Regions from separate parts of the Pan troglodytes genome. Here region 1 is linked to region 2. Evidence: chromatin contacts called from public Hi-C data. All regions are on one chromosome and are shown on one strand. Each heading gives the region's core, a stretch centred on a gene start, on an enhancer-like site or on the middle of the called end of the contact. The rest is flanking DNA. Distances are from core to core; before and after follow the strand shown.

Region 1 (7,339 bases), core at 3,615-6,114, 220 kb before region 2:
GTTTGAAAGTTTCTTATGAAATTATACAACCTCTTACTACACGATAGAGCAGTATCACTCTTTGGTATTTACCCAAGCAAGTTGAACACTTACATCTACACACAAAGCTGCACAAGGATGCTTATAACAGATTTTATTCATCATTGCCAAAACATGGAAGCAGCCATGATGTCCTTCTGTAGGAGGATGGATAAACTGTGGTATATTCAGACAATGGAATGTTATGTATTGCCAAAAAGAAATGAGCTATGAAGCCATAAAAAGACATGGAAGAACATAAAATGTATATTGTTAAGTTAAGGAAGCCAATCTGAAAAAGCTACATAGTGTATGGTTCCATGTATTTGACATTCTGGAAAAGGCAAAACTATTGCCATAGTAAAATAATCAGTTGTTGCCAAGGGCATGGAGGGGTGAAGGATGAATAGGTGGGTGGAGGCCAGATGATTAGGGCCATGAAAATAATCTGCATGACACTATAACAATGGATACCTGCCATTATACATTTATCCAAATCCACAGAATGTACAACACCAAGAGTGAGCCTAATGTGGACTACGCATGTTGGATGATTATGATGTGTCATTGTGGACGCACTGATCGTAACACATGTACCACTGAGTGGGGGTGGTTGTGTATGTGTGGGGATAGACACTATGTGGAAGGCTCTGCATTTTCCATTCATGTTTGCTGTGAACCTCAAACTGCTCTAGAAAATAAAGTCCATTTAAAAAAATAGAATATATATCTCATATGAATAATTTCAAAAGACATGAATTTTGGAGGCAGTACGTTTGTGGAATTCTCTGGGCATTGATAACTAAAAGTCAAGCGCTCCATGATGAGAGCCACGGGGGAAAAAGAAAAGATAGTGGAACCAGAATTTTCAATCCAGGGCAGAATGCTTCTGAGCCGTAACTCTGAACACCTAAGCCAGTGTTTTTCAGACTTCAATGGTGCCTCATTAATAGTGGGTTTTAACTAACATTTACAGAAATGGAATGGAATGGGATAGAATAAAAAAGAGTGTGAATTGCACATAAAAGAGAGATACTGAATTGTGACGCTTTGGTTTCTGCTTTATATGTGTATAGCATGAGTACTGGGTCATGATGTAAAAAGGTGTTTTATAAAATAGGTCATGATGAAAATAAATTTCTAAGCCGCTGCCCTGTGCTGTACTGCCCAACTGCTCTGGCTTTAATGGATCACACTCTGCAGTGGTCAATTCAGAGAATAAATGAGTGAAAAGATTAACAACATTATTTTAGCTATTGAAGTATGTTCTGATGAGCCAAACAGGGTAACAGCATCCACTGGTTCATTGTGTGTGGATGTGTGTGTGTGTGTGTGTGTGTGTGTGTTCAAGGTAGGATTGTTCGATCTATACTCATTACCAGGTCTGAGGAACACTTAAGAAGGAATAAGAAGGAATGTCCAGTAGACAGAAGATATCCAGATCCAAATTCAAGATTTAAGGCTGAAGCTGAGGTAAATAGATACAGCTAACAATGAGGAGTGAACTCATTTCAGGAGAATAGGTAAAGGGAGAAAAAAGGGAAGGATCCTACCTTATAACTTCATTTCAGAGATGGGGAATGCATGTGATTGCAATACTTCTAAAAATGGTGGTCAATCCATCAGATAAGTCAAATATTTACCCAGTGATATTTTTAGCATATTATTTGCTTAGAAAAATGCTTCTTTCCTGAGAAAAAGGGACACTTCTTACTCTGGCTGTGTTATAATTTTGAGAGATATCGTGAAATATCTTATCTCTTTATGTAATAGTCCTTTTACGTGAAGTTTTCTTTGTAAAGATGGAATTATGAAAAGGTAAAAATCACCATAAAAATAGAGTCATTTGTGACTCTAATCAGATGTGACTCTTAAGATTCTGAACATTATGTATCCAACAATGTTTATGGTTAACAAACAAACTACAAATCTTGCTTATAAATAAGTATATAGACAGACACACACAAAAATGAAGTGAATATTGGCTCTAAAAAGATAACCAATGATCCTAATTATGATATACATTCAGTGGCTTAAAAAACAGTAGACATATTTCCATTTTACTAAATTAGGTTTTCAAGAGGTGCATTATTAAAGGCTATATTTTCTATTTGGTAGCTTAAAATTTCTCTAAATAGTTGGTTACTGTTAATGGCGCAAACATCTGTTTTCAGAAGTAACTATTATTCCTGTAAGAAGCATGCGTACTCTCAAACATGTTCCCATATTTTTTTTAAAATGCTATACTTATTTAAAAATTTTCCCTTAGGGAGCAAAAATAAAGTATACAGATTATCATTTTTTTCATTCCTCACTCGACTACGTCTAACAACATTAAGTATGTGGGGTGAGTCCATGCTGCAAAATAGCAATCTAGTTAATCTCTTGTGAAAATTGCCTGGCCTCTCCTATATGACAGGGGGGATTCAGCTGTAGCACCCGCCTGTGCTGCCTTCAGTGCCTGCTTTAGCAATCCCAATCTTTGCTTTATCTTCTCCAACAAATGGCTCATGTTGCCTTGAACAGAAATTATATTTCTTGTTCGAAAGAGCAGATTTTAACTTTTATTTCCTCTAAAAAGATCGCAGCGCTATGAGAAGAAAATCTATTATTTTTCACTCCTACTATATTCAGATCATTCTCATTTTAAAGCTAAGCATGATTTTTGCTATAGCGTAAAGATAGCAAATCAATATGGAATTTGCCAAAGATTTTCAAATGCATTCTCTTTCCGAGGCCAAAATGGTAGGTGCCCTCACACTTTGCAAGCAAATAATGAAGCTGAGCTGAAATATTTCAATCCTTTTCTCTAGAGTGTGGATTTGTCCTGCAGTTGTGGGGAGGTGGGTGTAGATTCACCTTGTGCTCCTCCCCACCTTCCCTCCCTTGGTGTTCCCAATAGCTGAAAAACGTGTGAGCTGTAAGAGAAAAACAAGACCTAGTGCTCGCCGTGCGGGAGTGAAGATGAGTTTTCACACACTGCCTTGGATTTTATACATCTCCAGACTTTAAGTCACCCAGTATGAATGACTGTAAATTCTTTTGGTTCCTATGGCCCTGGAAAGAATAAATTGCCAGCATTATCAAGATTTAAGTTGGTCTGAATATTCCAAGTATTCGATGCAGTGTTTTTCTTTAGGATGAGTCGGGGAAGTGGGGGACGGGGGCGGGAATGGGTTATCGCAATGGCGGTAATTTTTTCAAATCATGATCTGTGAAAAACACGGTATTATTTTATGATATTAGAATCCTCAGAGAAGATCCAGTACTTAAGAAATGTAGTATTATTTGCAGGAGGGCACCTGAAAGGAAGCAGATTTGGATAATTTTCCCAGTCCTACACGGCTGATTTCTCTGGTGAAGGGATCCGGGCAGTGTCTTAGGAACTGCTCAAAGTTCCCAGATACCCAGTGCTGGGGGGTGTGGAGAAGGCGAGCGTGGCGACAGACCATACCTAGGAAGCGGCGATTTTCTTTAATTGCCCCCAGAATATCCGTAGAGGTAGTAGGGACTCAATAAAGAAACACAAAGGAGACGAACACGGCACGATCGCCGGGGTCCGCGGCTGCTCTGCGAGGCCCAGCGCGCCCCAGGTCGCGGCTCCCCGGCCGCCAGCGCACCTTTCCATCTCCAGGGAAAATATTTAGACGGGAAACTCGAGTGCACCTTATTTTCTCTTTGGTTTATGAGTGACCCAGAAGGCTTCTAGCTCACAATCGCACGATTTCAGGACGAGGCTGCCGGAGAAGCGCTGGCGACCAAGGATGGGGGAAGGACAAAGAGGAAGAGGAGGCCTGGGAAGGAGAAAGGAGCGGCGGAGGGGCGGGGAGACGACGGGGCGGGGAGAGGAGGGGCGGGGAGCAGAGGGAGAAGGGAAGGAGGGCGCCGGGCCCCTCGCAGGGACGCCGGGCGGGGCGCGGGCGTGCTGGAGCCTGCGGGACCCAGACCCCGCTCCGGAGCCAGCCCTGGGAGTGGCCAGCTTGAACCCGAGGGCCCCGCAGACCGTTACTCCGGCCCCCGCCCGGGGCGGGGCGCGCGGGGGCGCGGCGCAGCCCAACCCGCACAGCCGCGTCCCCAAACACCACCGAGGAGGGAAAACAGACGGAGAAAAAGGACAAAACAGAAAAATGCAAAACGGGGGAGGGAGCTTACCGCCTCTCGAGCTTTAAATTGATTTATTTGCCTTACAAAAAGGGAGAAAGGGAAAAGGAGAGCAGAGCCCACGTGCCGGGAAGGTTGTTGTCTTCAAGCGCCACCTTCCGTCGGCCAGGGCCGCCGCGGGGCTACCGGGCGGGCTCGGGGCGGCGACGCGGGGGAGCGGCCGAGCCCCGCGAGGGGCTCGCCGGGGAGCAGCTGCGCCCACCCCGGGGCAGGCCGGGCGCGGCTGACCGCGAGCCGGGCGGAGGCCGCCGTCTCAGGCTGGGCGCGTGCCCGAGTATGTGCACCCGGGGAGTGAGCGCGCGCCGTCCGCTGTCGCCGTCGGGCCTCCCGGGGACTGGGCACAAAGGCGCGCGGGGCCTCTCCCGGGACCCGGTCCTCGGTTAGCGCCGGCGCCCGAACCATCCCGGTTCGCCCCGGGCCGCCCGCTCCCCGTGGTGCCGCGCGCCGCTTCCGAGCATCCCGGGAACAGGCGCATCTGTGCACACACGCGGATTTTTTAAAAATAACATATTTCTAGACATGCCTCCTCTCCCCCCACCCCCATCTTTGCAAAGCAGCCCGGAGGGCGGGGTGGAGGGGCGGGGCCTCCGAGTTAATAAAGGAAGATGGGCGGAGCCGGCCCCCAGCCATTGGCTAGCTGGGGGAGTGATGTCACCCATATGACACCCTGATAACTAGTTGAGAGAGAGACCTCAACTTTTTGCAGAAGGAGCGCGCGCGCCTGGGAGAGCTCGGGGTCCGGCGCTTGCGGTAGGAGCCACGAGCCGGAGAGAGGGGTCCCGGGCTGCCTCGACCGCCGTCGCCACCGCCTCTCCTGTCGCGACCGCAGCTCCCACCGCGCCGGCGGCCGTCGCCGCCGAAGCCACCACAGCCGCTGTGTGCAGCCTGGAAGGGGGGGCGGGGGGGAGGGGGGGAGCCGCGAAAGCGGGGTGCCGAGGACTTTGCAACTTGCCCAGGAAGGTGGAGGGGTGGGAGGGGGAGGGGGACCTCCGCACGAGACCCAGCGGCCCGGGTTGGAGCGTCCAGCCCTGCAGCGGATCATGGTGCAGCAGGCGGAGAGCTTGGAAGCGGAGAGCAACCTGCCCCGGGAGGCGCTGGACACGGAGGAGGGCGAATTCATGGCTTGCAGCCCGGTGGCCCTGGACGAGAGCGACCCAGACTGGTGCAAGACGGCGTCGGGCCACATCAAGCGGCCGATGAACGCGTTCATGGTATGGTCCAAGATCGAACGCAGGAAGATCATGGAGCAGTCTCCGGACATGCACAACGCCGAGATCTCCAAGAGGCTGGGCAAGCGCTGGAAAATGCTGAAGGACAGCGAGAAGATCCCGTTCATCCGGGAGGCGGAGCGGCTGCGGCTCAAGCACATGGCCGACTACCCCGACTACAAGTACCGGCCCCGGAAAAAGCCCAAAATGGACCCCTCGGCCAAGCCCAGCGCCAGCCAGAGCCCAGAGAAGAGCGCGGCCGGCGGCGGCGGCGGGAGCGCGGGCGGAGGCGCGGGCGGTGCCAAGACCTCCAAGGGCTCCAGCAAGAAATGCGGCAAGCTCAAGGCCCCCGCGGCCGCCGGCGCCAAGGCGGGCGCGGGCAAGGCGGCCCAGTCCGGGGACTACGGGGGCGCGGGCGACGACTACGTGCTGGGCAGCCTGCGCGTGAGCGGCTCGGGCGGCGGCGGCGCGGGCAAGACGGTCAAGTGCGTGTTTCTGGATGAGGACGACGACGACGACGACGACGAGGAGGAGCTGCAGCTGCAGATCAAACAGGAGCCGGACGAGGAGGACGAGGAACCACCGCACCAGCAGCTCCTGCAGCCGCCGGGGCAGCAGCCGTCGCAGCTGCTGAGACGCTACAACGTCGCCAAAGTGCCCGCCAGCCCTACGCTGAGCAGCTCGGCGGAGTCCCCCGAGGGAGCGAGCCTCTACGACGAGGTGCGGGCCGGCGCAACCTCGGGCGCCGGGGGCGGCAGCCGCCTCTACTACAGCTTCAAGAACATCACCAAGCAGCACCCGCCGCCGCTCGCGCAGCCCGCGCTGTCGCCCGCGTCCTCGCGCTCGGTGTCCACCTCCTCGTCCAGCAGCAGCGGCAGCAGCAGCGGCAGCAGCGGCGAGGACGCCGACGACCTGATGTTCGACCTGAGCTTGAATTTCTCCCAAAGCGCGCACAGCGCCAGCGAGCAGCAGCTGGGGGGCGGCGCGGCGGCCGGGAACCTGTCCCTGTCGCTGGTGGATAAGGATTTGGATTCGTTCAGCGAGGGCAGCCTGGGCTCCCACTTCGAGTTCCCCGACTACTGCACGCCGGAGCTGAGCGAGATGATCGCGGGGGACTGGCTGGAGGCGAACTTCTCCGACCTGGTGTTCACATATTGAAAGGCGCCCGCTGCTCGCTCTTTCTCTCGGAGGGTGCAGAGCTGGGTTCCTTGGGAGGAAGTTGTAGTGGTGATGATGATGATGATGATAATGATGATGATGATGGTGGTGTTGATGGTGGCGGTGGTAGGGTGGAGGGGAGAGAAGAAGATGCTGATGATATTGATAAGATGTCGTGACGCAAAGAAATTGGAAAACATGATGAAAATTTTGGTGGAGTTAAAGTGAAATGAGTAGTTTTTAAACATTTTTCCTGTCCTTTTTTTGTCCCCCCTCCCTTCCTTTATCGTGTCTCAAGGTAGTTGCATACCTAGTCTGGAGTTGTGATTTTTTTCCCAAAAAATGTGTTTTTGTAATTACTATTTCTTTTTCCTGAAATTCGTGATTGCAACAAAGGCAGAGGGGGCGGGGCGGGGGAGGGGAGGTAGGACCCGCTCCGGAAGGCGCTGTTTGAAGCTTGTCGGTCTTTGAAGTCTGGAAGACGTCTGCAGAGGACCCTTTTGGCAGCACAACTGTTACTCTAGGGAGTTGGTGGAGATATTTTTTTTTTTTTCTTAAGAGAACTTAAAGAACTGGTGATTTTTTTTTAACAAAAAAAGGGACCATTACAACTTTTGTTAATTTAATTTTTTTTTTTTTTTTTTTTTTTTTTTTTTTGGAGGGAGAAAACTGATGTCTTCTATGCATCCGATTCTTAACAAAACTGCAGGGAGCTTGAAAAAATGCAGACTGTACAAACGCTTACAAAAAAAAAAAAACTGTGAACTGACTTAAGATCAGAGTTTACTTTTCAG
Region 2 (6,814 bases), core at 1,034-3,533:
AAGTGGAATGCATGGCCAGGGAGGTTTGAGAAGAGGGAGAGTTTGGGGTTAGATGATATCTAAAATCTCTTTCAGCTCTGAGTCTATTATTCTATGAGAGGTCTCTGAGCTCAAAAAACCTCGCAAACATCAGTGGCCCGGCTGGACCTCTACCCTGCTACCCAGATGGCAACCTAGTAGGAGACCACCTTCTGAGTCAGCCAGATCAACCTTCTTCTTGTTGACAAATACTGAGTAGCCACTCCATGCCAGGCACTGAAGATACAAAAGTGAGCAAAACCAACATAACCTTTGTGTTCTCATGGTGTTTCCATTGTAGGGGGGGATGCAGACATTGTTCAGTAATCACTGTAAGAGTGTGTATTAAAAGTGATATAAGGCCGGGCATGGTGGCTCACGCCTGTAATCCCAGCACTTTGGGAGGCCAAGGCGGGCAGATCACGAGGTCAGGAGATCGAGACCATCCTGGCCAAAATGGTGAAACCCTGTTTCTACTAAAAATATAAAAATTAGCTGGGTGTGGTGGCGCATGCCTGTAATCCCAGTTACTCAGGAGGCTGAGGCAGGAGAATCGCTTGAACGAGGGAGTCAGAGGTTGCAGGGAGCCAAGATCGTGCCACTGCACTCCAGCCTGGTGACAGAGCGAGACTCCATCTCACAAAAAAAAAAAAAAAAAAGTGATATAAAAGATCCAAATGAATCCTATGTGTCATATAATAAACTTGGCCTAGATTAGGCAATCAGGGAACGATGTCTAGGGGGAGTGATATTTGAGCCAAAATCTGAGGAACAGGGGTTAACTAAAGGAAGGAGGAACGTGAGTTTCCGGAGAGATGAAACAAACATATGCAGGGGAAGAACGTGACATCATAAAATCTAAAGGAAGGCCAGTAGGCTGGAGGAGAAATCCTGACGGGCAGAGGCAATGAAGTGTCTAAGATGCAATGTGGGAGCCAGGCTGGTCCACTTAGGGACTCAGGCCGGGAAAGAGATTCTGCCCCTGAATCTAAGTGATAATGAAGAGGCGCTGTAGGTTTTAAGTTGAAGGTTAACTTAGATTTGAATTTGAAAAGACCAATTTGGCATTCACTTTCCTAGATGGAACCAAACAGTTTTTGAATCAACTTTTAACTTACACTCCTTAGGTAGGCAATTTTCAAACAATCTTCAAGGCTTGGTGCTTATTTTGCATATAAATGGCTGGGCTAATTTGCGCTGCTTATAGCTTAGACCCAAAGGATGCTGGCCAACTAGGGTTTTCTGGCCTTTCTGTGCAAATTAGCCTCTTTCATTTCCTTGAAGAGTTGAGCTCATTGGGAAAACGCCAGAAGCATCGACAACAGTCAAGGATGGTGTTTGGGGCAGGAGTTTAATTAACTAATAGGAAGATTGACAACAGATGTTGAGAACCTGCAACAGGGGGGACTTCAGATAAGGTACCAGAAATTCCACTTTCACCCTTGATAGAGCACTTAGCCACTTTGGGCTTCTGTTTCCTTGTTTATAAAATAGGATTCTTTCATTCATGCATTTGTTTTTTCTTGTTTTTAAATAATGCCCATTTACCAAATCTTGTGCTAAGCTCTGGAGATACACAAAATAAATAAAGTGTGGGGCCAGGCTTTAAGTCACGCACTGTCACTAGGGAAGAGAAGATCCAATCTTTAGTGAGTACTTACTGCATTCTGACAGTGTTTGGTACTTTCATATGCATTCCATTCTCTAATTCTTACAACAACCAGGGGAGATCATCAGCTTCTTAGCCACACTCTTAGAAATGGGAAAACTAAGACTTAGAGAGAGGAAGTACCTAACCTAAGCTCAGGCAGATGGTAAATGGCAGAGCCAGCTTTCACACTCAAGGCTGTTTGATTCCAAAGCCCATGTTCTTTTCACTGTAACACACTGTAAGCAAGTCATTACAGAACCAAGTGATAAGTGTTTTAGAGGAGGTATGTACAAAGAATTATGGGAGCAGAGTGGGGCGAGACTAATAATAGCTTCCCTGATGTTTCATAGGGCTGTCTGGAGGATCACATGCACTAATGGACTTGAAAGTGCTTTGTAAACTAAAAAGTGCTATATAAATATAAGGGATTATTGTAACCCACATATCCGGATCTGCTATGTGAGGGTGCTGAGTAATTCTCAGTGTGAGAAATACATGCTTGGACTATGGCTATTTAATTCCTTCATTTCCAGGACTTTCTTGGCATTCACTAAACCACAGGGGTGGGTCTGGCAGCCAGCAATCTCACACATTCTAAATGGAAGCTGATGCCTGTCAGCTGTGTGGGGACATTCCTGGGTGCTGAGCACTCAAATGGCACTCCAGGTTTTTATCTCTGAGCTGAAAGGGAAAGGATTGATTTAGCTTGGAGAGCTCCCGAGCAACTCTCCTCCCTCTCCTGCTGTCCAGAACCCAGCAGCCCCTAAGAAGGCCCTCCCATTGCCTCAACTCCCAATGATTTCCTGCTGGGACTGCCCACAGAGATAAGCTCCAGCAGGGGCCAAGCTGAGTCACCGTCTCCACCTTGCGGTGGGGCCCTGGGGAGAGGGATGGCTTGGAGACAGGGCCTGTTTATAATTACAGGGATTTTCCAGGCTACCCAGGATGGGGACAGGGTGGATTGTAAGCAGTTGTGCTCAGTAGCCAGGGAGTGACAATAGGGCTGTGTGACCCAACTTGGAGTCCACTAGGAGAAATGTGTGACCAGGCTGAGAACAGAGATCCTCCCACCGGCCAGTACTGTGGTTAGCATGGGCACTGCCTTTGTGAATATCTATCTATTCACATGGATGGGCATCCTTATTTTTTCTAAGTAGGAAGGCCTATCATCTTATTGTAGACTTAATTTTAAGGCCTCTCTAACTTACTAGGGCTCATGAAAACAGCTCATACTGCTACCCCTGCTGGTCTCTCTGTCTCCTAAACATACAGGTTTGTATCATGAAGACTGGCAGCCCAAGGGTCAGGCCTGGATCACGCAAGCTTTTCCCTCTCCAATGCCTCACTCCTCCAAGGCAAGTCACAGTAGGACAAGCACTGGGGCAGACTTGAGGACTGGAAGAGAGGCCGACTCGCCTCCTTGCTGTCTGTCCTCCTTCTCCTGCTCAGCCACACCCCTATCTCATATGCATGGGGTTTTCACCAGGCTCCCTTGCCCCACAAGTGTATTGACACAACCCTGCCTGTTCCTTATAGTCCACAGAACAAGCATTAGCACCCTCGCCTCAAGGGGTCCCTCTGCTGGTGGAAATGACCCAGAAAGAGAAGGCATCAGAAGCCCAAGGAGAACCCTACCTTTTGGAGGAGCCACGGCTGCAATGAGGAGTTTGACAGTCCCACAAATATTAACCGCGTCCCCACAGAAAGGAATCAGCAAAATCCGAGAAGCAGAAAGGCAGGAGAGATGAGAGCCAGGAGAGAATCATTCCTCATATTTCAAGAAAAGAGACAGCTTTAAGAAGAAGAGGTAGGCAGCGGTTAAATTTCAGATAACATTAAATAGGATGAGGCTCCACCGAAGTTAAACCACTGATGAGTTTTACAAGAACGATATCCAGAACCTGGTGGAGATTTCAACAAACTGAAGTGGGAAGGAAGCAGATATAGACTGCTTTCCCTAGAACTTTGGAGGTGATAAGAATAAAAGAGGAAAATCAGAGAGATCAAGGGTTCTTTTATTCATTTATTTTTAATATGGAATCTTTTCATCATATTTATTGATTGGCAGGTGGTGTAAAGAAAGAGATTTAAGGCATGTCGGAGATAGCATGTTTGGTTGGACTAGTGCAGTCTCAGTTCAGACATGATGGCCCCCTATGCCTTCCCATCATAGCTTCCTTTTCCTCCGGTTTGGATGAATTATTACATGCTTAGAAGGTTAGAAAAATAAGAGAGATTGCATTCAGGACCTCGATGGAGGGGTGAGCCTTTGTCTAGTGGAAAGATTCTGTTTCCTCTGGAGAGGTAAACAAGGAGAAAAATACCAGTGAAGACATACAAATATTTTGAAACGGATGAGAGGGAAAGGAGGCCATTGATAGAGAATCATCAACTCATCATGCTGAGATGATCTTTTGAGAGTGAGAAGGCAGGTCATTTTGCAGACTGAAAGACGGCAAGCAGGTTTGGGATAGATGAGATGAAATATGCATGTTGGTTAGCCCTCAGTTTATTTACCTGTAAGGTCCCTACATTAGATGATATGGTTTAGCTCTGTGTCCCCACCCAAATCTCATCTTGAGTTGTAATTCCCATGTGTCAAGGAAGGGACCTGATTGGTGGTGATTGGATTATGGGGGCGGTTTCCCCCACGCTGTTCTTGTGATAGTGAGTGAGTCTCATGAGACCCGATGGTTTTAAAAATGGCAGTATTTCCTGTGCTCACACTTCACTTCTCTCACCTGCTGCCATGTAGGACATGCCTGCTTCTCCTTCTGTCATGATTATAAGCTTCCTGAGGCCTCCCCAGCCATGTGAAACTGTGAGTCAATTAAGCCTCTTTTCTTTATAAATTACCCAGTCTTGGGTAGTGTCTTTATAGCAGTGTGAGAATGAACTAATACATTAGCCAACCTATTTATATTGCACAGCTTACGTATACATGCTACACTGGGTTCTTATATCCAATCCTAGAATGACCTGTTGTTTGGATTGCAAAGAGCCCTGTTTGGTAGGAAGGTGCAGAGTCTGGGTGCCATCACTGCATGTTATTGTCCCTTGCCATATGCTACCTTTTACAAAGATAGCTGTCTCCTGCCATCAATAGGGCACATAGGCCGACCACAATTTCCAGACTTTCTCAGCACTTATGTGTCATAGCTTCCTTGAGACATACAGCATGAGTTCGAGGCAGCTGGCTAGAAGCCACCCTAATGGCCCTCCTAGTTCAGTGTCACAGATTCTCATAAGGTGGGGCCGGTCAAAGGGAGAGGTGTTCTCATAGCAGGTTTCCAGAAGAGAAGCAGACATCGAGATGGATAATTCCCTAGGAGGATGATTATCTAGGATCCAGGACTGATTTTGGTAAGAACACTGAGCTTATATAGTTTTAAATTGCCCTAATTTCATACTCTTTTCGTTAGCTCTGAGGTAGTCTTGAAAACAAGCAATCTTGAAGCCTGAATCATTTCAGCATGGTGAGAAAGTATAGCAGCCATAAAAAATGGCAGCCCAAGAGAACCAATGAAGATGGGGATAGAAAGAATTTGAAGCTTCTCAAAGCCCATCTCCAAGGAACTGTAAAAATCTGGCCTATTTGGCAGCAACCTAAAGAGCCCCACTCCCAAGGCTTGTCTTTATTTGACCTTACTCAGAGCTCACTTTTTGCAAACAGCTTTATTTCCTTGGCATTTGTTGAAAACAATCAGCAGCAATTGTTCACTGACTGAGGCAATAGACTTGAGGCTAATAAGACAGTGATCAAAAAATTAAAAAGGAAAACTGAGGAAACCATAGGGCATATGCAAATCTTCTATATTCATGGCAATCTTAAAGGCTACCACACTAGCTGGACTGTGCACATGCCCAGAACAGATCCAAGAAGACCTTGATCTCTTACCTCAAACTGACTGTGTCAGCAGGCAGTGAAGGCTAAGGCACGATTTTAAAGTATCTGCTGGGGCATTGAAAGCATACCTCAATATACACAGAGCCCTTTCACAAAAGCTGGGAGATGTATTGGTTCAAGACATTTAAGAAAATCTCTGTTAATTGAGAATTGACAGAATTAGTTTAAAACATTACTAATTAAATAGCCACAATATCAACCAAAGGCAACAATAACAAGCCATGTAAGAGTGTATTTGTAGTTTTCAATGAAAATTGTGAAACATGCAAAAAACCATACACAAAAAGTATGGTACGTAAATAGAGGAAAAACAGTTAATGAAAACTTTCTTTGAGGAAGTCTAGATGTTGGAATTAACAGACAAAACCTTTAAATTAGCTATCATAAAAATGTTCCAAAAGCTAAAGGAAACTGTATCTAAAGAATTAAAAGAAAGTTAAAAAAAAGGATGATGTCTCCTCAGATAAAGAATATCAATAAAGAGATAGAAATCACAAAAAAGAACCAAATAGAAAATATGGAAAGGAAATGAAATACCTAAAAAGAAAATTACTAGAGGGGCTGAATGGCACTTTGGAAGTGGTAGAAAAATAGAATCATCAAAGATGTGTGAGTTGAGATTTTGTAATATGAGACCCAGAAAGAGAAAGGAAAATAAAGTAATAAAAAAACTGATGTTCAGAGCTGTGAGATACAATCAATTACATCAAAATATATATGATGAAAGTACCAGAAAAAGAGAAGTTCAGAAATAATATTCAAAGATATAATGGCTGAAAATTGTTTTCAATTTCATGACAAAGAGTAATCTGTACATCTGAGAAGCACAACAAACTGGAAGTAGAGTAAGGGAAAAAAAGCTGACTGTTAGGCACATCAAATCAAACTATCCAGCCAAAGACAAAGAGATAGTCTTATAAGCAGCAAGAGAGGCGTGACTCATTGTGTACAAGAGATCCTCAATAAGACTAACAGATGACTTCTCATCAGAAACCATGGAGCCCAGCAAGCAGTAAAGTGGAATTTCTAGGACAATAATAATGCAAAGAAGGGAGAAGAAATGGAGCTATATTGGAGCAATGATTTTGTGTACCAGTGAATTGTTTGTGTTAATATGAACTAGACAGTTTTAACTGAAAATGTTAATTATAATCTCCAGGACAATTACTGGGAAAACACACACACACAAACACACACACAAATATAGTAAATGAAATAAAAAGGAAATTAAATGGTAC

The links. Hi-C and Micro-C count contacts between places; a contact is called where the count stands out from the background.
Region 1: a Hi-C map of stem cell-derived neural progenitor cells shows a contact between it and region 2, with 6 times the contacts expected there. The contact joins the promoter of SOX11 here to the enhancer-like site in region 2. A contact is called at or near these places in 2 of 7 Hi-C or Micro-C datasets (induced pluripotent stem cells and stem cell-derived neural progenitor cells) and 1 of 1 datasets of contacts at active chromatin or transcription factors (stem cell-derived excitatory neurons).

What each region holds. Positions count from the first base shown.
Region 1 is chr12:117,177,930-117,185,268 of NHGRI_mPanTro3-v2.0_pri, reverse strand. It overlaps SOX11 (SRY-box transcription factor 11), which reads left to right and starts at 4,864. Exons shown (of 1, transcript XM_009441951.5): 1 at 4,864-7,339. The coding sequence starts at 5,220. The coding sequence ends at 6,545. It overlaps LOC134807841 (a long non-coding RNA gene), which reads right to left and starts at 3,787. Exons shown (of 5, transcript XR_010149219.1): 1 at 3,473-3,787.
Region 2 is chr12:116,951,915-116,958,728 of NHGRI_mPanTro3-v2.0_pri, reverse strand. No RefSeq gene overlaps it. Among named protein-coding and RNA genes, the nearest start is that of SOX11, 230 kb to the left of the region's middle. Within about 2 kb of position 2,283, at least 8 of the 24 cell types and tissues checked have an H3K27ac peak or open chromatin away from gene starts, as enhancers often do. A contact at or near this core is called in stem cell-derived neural progenitor cells, where this site is marked.